2 separate regions of the Mus musculus genome follow, and region 2 is linked to region 1. A link is a contact called in public targeted proximity ligation data. All regions are on one chromosome and are shown on one strand. The core of a region is the stretch at or near the end of the contact, and the rest is flanking DNA. Distances in the headings are between cores, read along the strand shown.

Region 1 (5,181 bases), core at 767-3,266:
TGAGGCTTGCCCACGGGTCTGGGTTTCCGAGAACAGTCTCTTTCATCCACAGTGGTAACACAGTCCATTTTACAGGCAGGGCTTCTCTAAGACCTGTCTTTTTGAAACATGCACCAGGAAAGAATTTCTGCTTAAAGCAGCAGCAGCAGCATCCTATGGCTCGGCAGAGCACCCCAGGCTTTGCACAAGCTGTTCCCTCCTCGCTCCTTCACTGTTTCTTCATAGAAGTGTGCCCTGACCTCTCCGACCAAGGCAAGTCCCTTTATTATAACACTGTGGGGCAATTTGAAGTATATTAGGTGAATATATGATTACTGCATGTGAATAGACCATGCATTGTCCAACGAGCTCCTACAGGCACGTTGGATACCCCCACCTTGTACACAGTGAATGCTGGCCCTGGTTTGCAGCAGTTTCCACTTCCATGAAGCTTTTAATCCTCTCGAATCAACATTATCACCACCACCATCATCATCCTCATCCCAGCAATCCAATAAGAGTGTGAACATGACTAACACTGCCCTCCTCTCACAAAGCCAATAGAGTTAAAGGAGCCATTGAGCCCGGAGTCAGTTGTAACACCTACCTGTAATCCCACAACTTTGGAGGCTGAGGCAGAAAGAACAAAACCTAAGATCATCACAGGCTACATAGACAGACAGCAAGGCTCTTTTTTTTTTTTTTTTTTTAAGCCAACAAACAAAAGGAGTTCACTGAAGTTGGCCTAGGGTCAGCTACAAGGGGCGGGGGGGGGGGGGGGAGAATGGCAAGGCAAAGACCTCTGATAAGGGTGGCTTTGTCTCATAAAGGCACGGGTACTCGAACAATTCATTTTATACGTTCAATTTTTAAAAGCAAGAAAAGGAAGGACCGTGCTTGACTTACCAGAGTGGCTATGCCACCATGAGGGATGGCCGCCATCAGCTTGGTCAAAGGACATTCTTTTCTACTGTCCTAAGGATATTTTCACTCTCTGGGGCTGGACAACCTCACAGCCAAGGTCACACTATTTTGATTTTGTCCTTAAACAAACTTCCCTTTCCAAGAGAGTGTCTTCTTCTTCCCTATGATATATGCCAATAAGAGCCTGTGATTTTTATTTGGTTCCCACAGTCATGAGGAGACCATCTGTCCTATCGTCTCTATCATCCCTAATGTCCCCACTCTACAGGCAGGATAGCTCCCTTGTCTGTAAAAATCCGCTCTTTCCAGATGACCTGGGATCTCCAAGTGGGGTCTCTAGCTTACTCTAGCACTTCACTTTATTGCAGCCTGCTGGGTGAGCCAGACCCAGTTTCAAAGCCCCAGGAAGCTGGAGTTGGCTGCCTCCTGCTGGCAGGGAGTACGTTCCAGCCTTTTAGAAGGAACACTGCCAAAGAAGGGAGAGCAAGAAGGGAGGAGACTGGATTATACACAGGGGCGGCTTACCATTCTGTCGCCTCCCTGTCGTGGAGGGAGGAGTGGGCTGTGCAAGGTGGTGGGGGATTATGAAAATCAATAATTTGTAATAGTTGATAAGTGTCAGAGAAGTATTCAGTCACACTGTATTCCCCTGAAATTGACAGTCTCCGTGTGTTCACGGGTTTTTCATTCAACGGTGGCATCAACCAGGTGGGCTCTGCCAGGGAAGGCACGGATTTAACAGCAGACAGCTTCATTTAACTTCCTCTTCCCAGCCAAGACTGTCCCCCAAGCTAGTTTTTCTTACTAGGCTGTTTGCTACATGAAGAGCAAATTCCCAGAGGTTCCCGAGATTGCCCACATCCTATGCTAAGATGCTATGCCCCACCGCCCGCCCGCCCACCCACCCACTAATAAGACATAATGCCGTCCTATTTTTGGTAACAATTAAAGGGCCTCCCGGTGAAAGCAGAAAGCTGTTTATTTTCTGTTACATCACTTCGCTTGCCTTCGAAGACTGGTCTGTGCTCAGTGTTTTCTGTGAAGTGAGTCGGCTCTCTTCCTCCAGCAGTTGGCTCGCTCCCACCTCGCAGCACCTCACAGGTCTCTTCCCCCAGCAGTGCGCTGCCTGAGCGAGGAACAGCTCACGAATCAGCTGGAGGTCCCTGTTTTGAAAAAAAAAAAAAAAAAAAAAAAAGCAGATAGAGAAGCAGAGAAGGGTGGACTCCTATGTGACCTGTTCTTAGAGCAAGACAATCAGCAGCTGAATTCCAGAAGCCCTGTTCATGTGTGGGGATATTCTCTCGACTGCATGGAATCAGAAAGCAGCAGAAGGATGGGAAATGCCTGCATTCCCCTGAAAAGAATTGCCTATTTCCTATGCCTCTTTTCTGTGGTTTTGCTGACTGAGGGGAAGAAACCAGCGAAGCCAAAATGCCCTGCCGTGTGTACTTGTAGCAAAGATAACGCTTTATGTGAGAATGCGAGATCCATTCCACGCACCGTTCCTCCTGATGTTATCTCACTGTAAGGCCCGTAAGCATTTTGATATCTAATTTACAATTTAAAAGAAAAAATCCAGCTGGTGGATTTGGGGGTTTGTATGTATTCTGAGAGGGGCATGGAGCTCGTGAGACAGATTCCTCTTGCATGCCTGACCATTTGACAGCACTAACATTTTCCTGCATTTAAAATTTGTGATTTTTTGATAAGCTGCTAGTGATCATGCTTAGTTAGCCCCCACCCTGGACATTATCCGGAGGCACCTGGAGCAGGCTTCTCTTTCTCTCTCTCTCTCTCTCTCTCTCTCTCTCTCTCTCTCTCTCTCTCTCTCTCTCTCTCTCGCTTCCTCTAGGAAGGGACAGAATCGTACTTTATAAAATAGTGGGGGAATATAGCAACTGTTATGGTAAATTGGATTAACATAAGATCTATTCTCTGTGTGTGTCTCTTTGTGTGTGTGTCTGTTTGTTTTGTGTGTGTGTGTGTTTTGTTTTCTTTCAGATCCTTTGTGAGATCTGGTTTTACTGAAATCTCAGAAGGGAGTTTCTTATTCACACCATCGCTGCAGCTCTTGTGAGAAACATTTATATAATGACTATTTTTAATATGGCATGTATTCGGATAAGCCTTCTAGTAAAACGAGCTTAATATTGTTTCTGTTGAATGTGATGATGCTTCTGAAAGGGGCGAGAACATGGGTAAAGCGGGAGATAGATGGGTTATTTGTAACTTCACATCCACCATAAAAGTTGATTCTTTAAATTCAATTACCTGTGATGCTGTCTAGCTTAATGGCTATTTGTGAAGTTGTTGGGACGATGCAACAAGAATACTAATTTTGATGATCTTACTTTCATTTTTAACTTGGGGAACTTCGGTTATTTTGCGCTGGAGTTCTTGGGTTTGTCAATTCAGAGCCCAGCATCACATATGCACTCAAGATGTTGTCTCTTGGGGATCTGGGGCAGACTATGTCTCTGTATGATTTACCATGTGGGGAGAAAAAGAGAGAGGAAAAAAAACACCCTTGGTTCTTTCTAGGTAATTTCTTAAAATACGAATTCTCAAGAGGCTGCTTTCTAATTTATAACTAGTCCCCTCACAGCAAGGAAAAGATGATATTAATACAGCAAATACTCCTTGTTCTATGTTTTGAGATGGCCACAAGGGAGCCACATATTCAGTCCATGCCTGAAAAATATTCAAAAATAGCACTGGACTAGGAAATCAGACCTCTTTACAGGGATAATGAAATATGTATAATTTGTTCTGATGAATAATGTTTGGCAACTGGAGCCTAGTTCTTCATGGGTATCACATGAGAGTCAAGGGGTCTCTGGTGCTCCAGCATCAATCATAGATTAGCAGACAGACACTTCCAAAACAGACACAGTCGACTGTCCATATGCTGAATTTGAGATATCTTACTTAACTGTGTGATTAAGATCCAAGCTTTTAATTTATTTGCTTTCTAGATTTATATTTGTTTCCTTGCCATCCATGCTTAGCCATTGTGTTTATGCATGGGCAAACACTGTGCATTTGAAGTTGAAGAGTCCTGTGTTCGAATCTCACCCCACTAATCTCATCACACTAATCACTGGAATGTTGCCATGTGGTCTTGTTCAGACCAGCTCTCCCTCTCCCTCTTCTCCCCTCAGCTTCCTTATCTACAAAATGGAAATGATAAGACATATTTTTGAAGTGTTGTGATCAGAGAGAAATAAAAATTTAAGTATTAATTTTTTTAAAAAAAAGGGTCTCACATAGTTCACGCTGACTGACCTTGCCAAGAGCTCTGCTGGTCTTCAGCTTCTGATGTTCTCCCCTTTTCCTCCCCACTGCGGAGATCAAAGGTGTGAATCACTACAAGCAGCTTTAGATCAAGCCCAAGATGTGGGGGTACTGGCCTTGGCAAAGTCTTACATGTTTTTATAAAGGCTGTAGCTTTAATTTTTCTACATCAAGATAAAATGCTAAAAGTTACTTAATATATTCTGTGGTCTGTCAGAAATCCTACAACTGGCTTGACTGTTTGATTGCCGTTACAAACTTGATCAGGTGTTTTGACATTATGTAACAAGGTTTCTTACTGTCCTTTCCTGCCTAAGGCTTTTGGTTGATTGCAATTAAGTACAGAGTTCCTAAGGGTTTATTTATCCGTTTGATTACAGGAAGTGTTAACATGTCAAAGAAAAAAACATGTTTAAACAGGTTTTATAATTCAGAAAGGGGCAATGTCTATAAATCTGGGCTCCTTCTACAGACTGTGCTGATCCTGAGAAAACGATCAGTTTTGCTTACACTATTTATTGGTCATATAAATGGCTTGTTTAAAATGCGCTTTTTAAAAAAAATGTGCTAAGGCAACTGGGATAGTCCAATGAATCCTTAACTTTCAAGACCTCTCAGTCCCCCAGTGCTCTCTCGATCTGACACAAGGTGGACATTGGCTAGACGCTGGAAACCTGGCCTGTACTCTACTTTCTTTCTGTTGGGTAGACTCAGCCACTCTGAGCACAGGTGCCAGGCAATGTCATAGAAATAGTCCCCGGCTGCTGTAGGGCAGTGGGATTTCACGTATTTAGAATCACAGAGGGAAGCCAAGAGCCTGGTTTTAAATAGCCCACACTGAGTGTGTGCCATGCCCCGCTGTCCCATGCTCTGAGTTCCTATGGAACATTCCAGCCCTTATTTCTAAAAGCAGTTCAGGTTTCAGAAGTAACAATGGAGCCAGTAGTTCTGTCCTGTATGTCCTTCATTACCTCATATTGCTGA
Region 2 (5,181 bases), core at 1,550-4,049, 570 kb after region 1:
TGCTGACACGTTCGTTTTATTCATCATCGAAGATAGTTACATAGTTAGTTGACCTGCCCTGCCACCGCCTCTCTCTCCCCTCCCCCCCCTCTGTATGTGTGTGTGTGTGTGTTTAATCCTAAATGTTTAAGAAACATTGCTCTAAGGGCCTGTAGATGCTCATAGTTAAGATGCTCTTTTGAAATCCAGTATAGCTCCAGAACTATCAAGAAAATGTATGAAGGGTCCATAAAATGGTCCAGTAGGTAAAAGAAAGCACCACCTGTCCAAGCTTCATTACAGACCATCAAAACAATAGTAATTAACAACACTACCAAGAACAATGCATTTTAAAGAAGGGTGTAAAGATTTTGAGGCCTTTATACTCTTCTTGACTGCAGGCACAGCAAAATAATCCAGTTAAGAGGGACCACACAAAGGCACAAAGGATATAATGTATCTTATAAGGAGACATTTCTTTGTTAAACTCTATAAAATGTTACTTACCAGATAAGGCAGAAAGTTTTTTTGTTTTTTTTTTTTTGTTTGTTTGTTTTTTTAAGTTTAGTTATTTTGAGTCAGAGTTTTGCTGTGTAGCCCAGAGCAGCCTGGAATTCTGATTCTTTTGCAGAAGCCTCCAGAGTGCTGGAATTGACACATTTGTCACCCCCTTCCTATCTCCCTCCCTTCCTTTCTCTTTTTTTTATTAGTGAGTGAAAAGTGCTATCTCATAGTTTTGATTTGTTACTCCCAAATAACTTATATGCTTATTGATATTCCATTTAACATATCATCTCGAGAAAAACACATATATTGAAATTTTTACACTCTCCCTTCCCTGTTTTTGAGCAGAATGACTCACTGGAAGTCACTATGTGTTAAAACCAAGCCTCCTATCTTGGCCTCCTTGTCTTTTGATTGATTGATTGATTAACTGATGTTTTTAGTTTTTTGAGACAGGGTCTCTCTGTGTAGCCCTGGCTGTCCTGGAACTCATTGTGTAAATGAGGCTGGCCTTGAAATCAGAAACCTGCCTATATCACCTGAGTGCTGACATTAAAGTCGTGCACTACCACCACCTAGTCAAGTTGTCTTTTAAAATATTGAATTACAATTTTTTTCTTGAGATAAAAGTTTGCTGTGTAGCTCATGCTATCCTCAGATTTGCTATGTAGCCCAGGCTGGTCTTGAACTTGAGATTCTCTTTTGCTTCACCCTAGAGAGTTCTGTAATTACAGATGCTTTCTACCACACTGGCTTATTTCTGTATGTATTCTGGGTACTGTCCCTGTAACTAATACAGGATCTATCTACTCTCTCTCTCTCTCTCTCTCTCTCTCTCTTTCTGGTTTATACACATTCTTTGGTTTTTCCTTTTGAAAGATGTTTTGTGTATGTATGTTCAGGTGTGTGTGTTCCTATGTATGAGGTAAGTATACACTCATATTTAGGGAGGAGAGAGTTCAACTCAGCTGTTACTCCTTTGGGACTGCCCATCTTATTGTCTGAGACATGACCTCTTAATAAGATCTAAGGCCAGCTGCCTTAGCCAGGCCGGTTACCAGAGCATCCCAGGGACTGCCTCTCCAATGTTAGCTGTACAAGGGCATTCTACAAAGTGGCTTTTTATGTGAGTGCTGCGATACAGGAAAGGTCCTCATGCTTGCATGACAACGTGACCAACTGAGCTATCTTCCACCTTTCAAAAGATCTTGATAATAAACGCTTTTACTGCTTTGTTTTGCTAAGTATTCCATTCTATTTCTATACTTGCTTTCAGAGGCATTTGTAGAATGAATGGTCTCTAGTTACTGCATTATCCTACTACAACAATGTCTATTTGGGCCTTTTACAACAACTTCATCTCTTCTGAAATACCAACACTATTGGGTCTCTGCCCTATGCTCATTCTTCTATGGAGGTAGAGTCACTTGATATCCCCCGACCCCCTTTGTGGCTTACATAAATGGCCCCTTCGACCAAACCAGAACTTTAACCCAAGTTTATAACTCTCACTATGTTAGTTAATTCCAATGTCTTTCCCCAATCCAGTTTCCTGTTTCTTCACACCACAGCAATCTCATAGCCTTGTTATTCCTGGCTGCTCTCCTATCACTCCTGTGGCTAGTTATTATGTCTTGCGATTCACACATTAAATACATTTTATTTCCACTAAACGGTCATTATATCTTAATCCATTACCACAGGTTGCTGCAGTTATTTTTTTTAATATTTATTTATTATATGTAAGTACACTGTAGCTGTCTTCAGACACTCTAGAAGAGAGCATCAGATTTCGTTACAGATGGTTGTGAGCCAGCATGTGGTTGCTGGGATTTGAACTCAGGACCTTTGAAAGAGCAGTCGGCAATCTTAACCACTGAGCCAAACAGTCCTTCTCGCCCTGGCTCCATTTCATTTCCGTACCCAGGTGACACGACAACCAACAACCAACGTGTTAAAAAGTGTTAGGAGATCAGACTTTGGTAAACATGGAAGACTAAGTGGAAAAGATAGGTAAGGGGCTGTCATGTGGACAACGAAGCCCTGAACGGTTCCAGGAGTTCTTCACTGCTGTTAGAGAAGGTAAAAACTGTCAAGACAGGAGCACTTAAACTAACTTCCTTAGTTTCCTCTCACAAACAAATCGCCGTCAAGTGATATGGTTTATGCGAAGTGAGCCTTGCCCTCCCTTAGGCTAAGCACTGTCACCCGGGTGGAGGATCTCAGATTGTCCTCCCGGGTCGCTCTAGCTGCCGTCTCTATGGTTCGGGGACGCGCCGGGTCGCGGGCAGGCCCGGCCCCGCTGGTGCGCGTGCGCGATCCCAGCGCGTGCCCGGCCTCCGGCAACTGCCCCGGCCGCCGGGTGGGAGGGGTGGGTCCGGGGACGTCGCGGCGGCCGTGGCCGCGAACCCTGCACGCAGGGCAGTCCTCCTCCGCCGCCTCAGATGATGGGTCCCGAGGATGCCGGAGCCTGCTCGGGAAGGAACGCCGAGCTGCTCCCAGTCCCGGGGCCCATGGGTCAGGACGGGAAGACCGTCCCGGCCACCAGCGGCTTTAGCGGAGGCGCTGTCGCCGCGGAGCCGCCGGAGGAGGCTGGAGAGGAGGAGGCGCCGCCGCCGCGGCAGCTCCTGCAGCGGTACCTCGCGGCGGCCGCGGGCCCGCTGAAGCCCGGGCTCGGCGGGGCGGAGGCGGAGGCGGAGGAGGCGGCGGCGGCAGCAGTCCCCGCGGCGCGCGGCTCAGGCATGACCAACGGAGACTCGGGCTTTTTGCTGCGCCAGGACCGTCGCGGCCCAGAGGAGGCACGTCGCCGCCGAACCTGCGGCCGTCCCTGCCTGCTGGAGCCCGCGGACGAGGGCGTGGACGGTGCGGGTGGCCTGGACGACTGGGCCGCGCCGCTCGAGGACCCGCTGCGGAGCTGCTGCCTGGCGGCCGGGGACACGGACGACCCGGACCCCGCAGCCGCCACCCCTGCCGGGAGGGCCGTCGAGAGCGCGGAGCCCAGCCTCGGCCTCCCCGACGCCCGCTTCGGCTCTCGGAACACGTTCGAGGTGAGCCGCCGTCAGAGCGCCGGCGACCTCCTGCCCTCAGCGGGGCCGTCCGCACCCTTGCCAGCGGCAGAGCAGGGTCCCGGGGGCACCACGGCTCGGGCTCGACGGAGCGGTGGCTTCGCGGATTTCTTCGCCAGGTATCACACTGGCCGCGCGAGGGGCTTGGGCGGGGCCGGGAACGGGCTGCCTTCCAGCGTACGGAACAGGAACGTCGGGACTCAGCTTTGATCTGTCGCTAGGGTAGGGGGACCGGATGGCTTTGTGAGCTCCGGGCCTGGAGCCAGGATTGGTGTTACTCCGTCCCCAGGAAGCGTTGTGCTTCCAGGTCTGACCAGCCTCCCAATACTACACATTCAGTTTCTTCATCTGGAACATCAGATAACCACTGCCCTATTATTTTTTTGTAATTGTATTACTAGGATTTGGACTGGGCGGGCGGCAGTGTGTGGTGTAGAAGTCTGTGAAGTTTATTTGCTTGGAGTCTAAGCCCGTTCCATTAGTTTGGGGATTCGAGGTTTTTTTTTAAAAAAAAAAATAATTTAACTGCACACTTATTTTGTGTTAATGTGTGTGCGCACATGTATCCTTGCGTGGAGATCAAACAATCTTTGGGCTCTTCCTCTCCCATTCTCTGGATAGGGGGGATTCAACTCAAGTCAAGTCTAGTGGAAAATGTCTTTGCTATTTTGCGGGCTTAGTTTGGGGATTCTTAAATTCAGAAATGATTTTTTTTTTCTTTTTCTTTTTTGATTTTTGTCGGCTGATCTCGAACTCACAGAGATCCGCTTGTTTCTGTTTCCCAAGTGCTGACATTAAAGGCATATGCCGCCATGCTGGGCTCAGAAATGATATTTTTTTCATAGTATTTGTTTCCGTTGCTTTTACTAAAGCTCATTCCTTGTCGGGAGTACACACTTTTAATGCCGGTACTCCTATAGAAGGATGAGGCAGGAAGATTGCCATGAGTTCAGGGGCAGCCTGGACTACACAGCTATTAGTAGATCTACTAGCAGACCAGCCAGGGTTACATAGCACGATCTTGTTTCTAAACAAAGCGAAACAGAACGAAACTGGCAGTTTAGTGCTTAGAATAAGATCCCAGTCTTTTAGCTCAGATTACTATAGCTCTCTAGGAAATTAGGAAATCCTCTTCTACTTATCTCAGATAGGCTTTATCTCTCTTCATGAACTTCCCTACCCCCAACCCCCAACCCCCATTGTTAATTGAACTCAGGGACACAAGGCAAGTAGCCTACCTATGGAGTTACATCCTCAGCAACATCATGTGGTCTCTCCTCTCTCTCTCTCTTCTCTCTCTCTCTCTCTCTCTCTCTCTCTCTCTCTCTCTCTCTCTCTCTGTGTGTGTGTGTGTGTGTGTGTTGGGGGTGAGGTTTGACTCACTTTTATGTGAGTTTTTATGTTTGGGAGCATGTATTTTATGGGTATGGATTGCTGGAACACTGTAATTACCTGGAGAGACTTCATTCTCCCTCATATCCCATCAAGAAGGGCCTGCTATGTAGTTGAAGCTGGCCTTCAAACCCCCTCCTACCCTACCTCAGTTGGGATTTTCCTCAGCCCCTCTACATTGCTGGGGTAACTTTAATTTTTAGTGATGTTTTATCTGTGATTTAACATTCTTGAAAGTTAT

Evidence for each region.
Region 2: a targeted proximity ligation map of astrocytes shows a contact between it and region 1, with 2.3 times the contacts expected there. A contact is called at or near these places in 4 of 39 promoter capture datasets (hippocampal neurons, liver and stem cell-derived epiblast-like cells) and 1 of 130 datasets of targeted methods (astrocytes).

Annotation. Positions count from the first base shown.
Region 1 is chr19:38,262,671-38,267,851 of GRCm38.p6, forward strand. It overlaps Lgi1 (leucine-rich repeat LGI family, member 1), which reads left to right and starts at 2,017. Exons shown (of 8, transcript NM_020278.3): 1 at 2,017-2,427; 2 at 2,905-2,976. The coding sequence starts at 2,213. Gm32771 (a long non-coding RNA gene) reads right to left here. Exons shown (of 6, transcript XR_003952844.1): 5 at 4,189-4,244; 6 at 1,864-2,066.
Region 2 is chr19:38,833,780-38,838,960 of GRCm38.p6, forward strand. It overlaps Tbc1d12 (TBC1D12: TBC1 domain family, member 12), which reads left to right and starts at 2,800. Exons shown (of 13, transcript NM_145952.4): 1 at 2,800-3,667. The coding sequence starts at 2,928.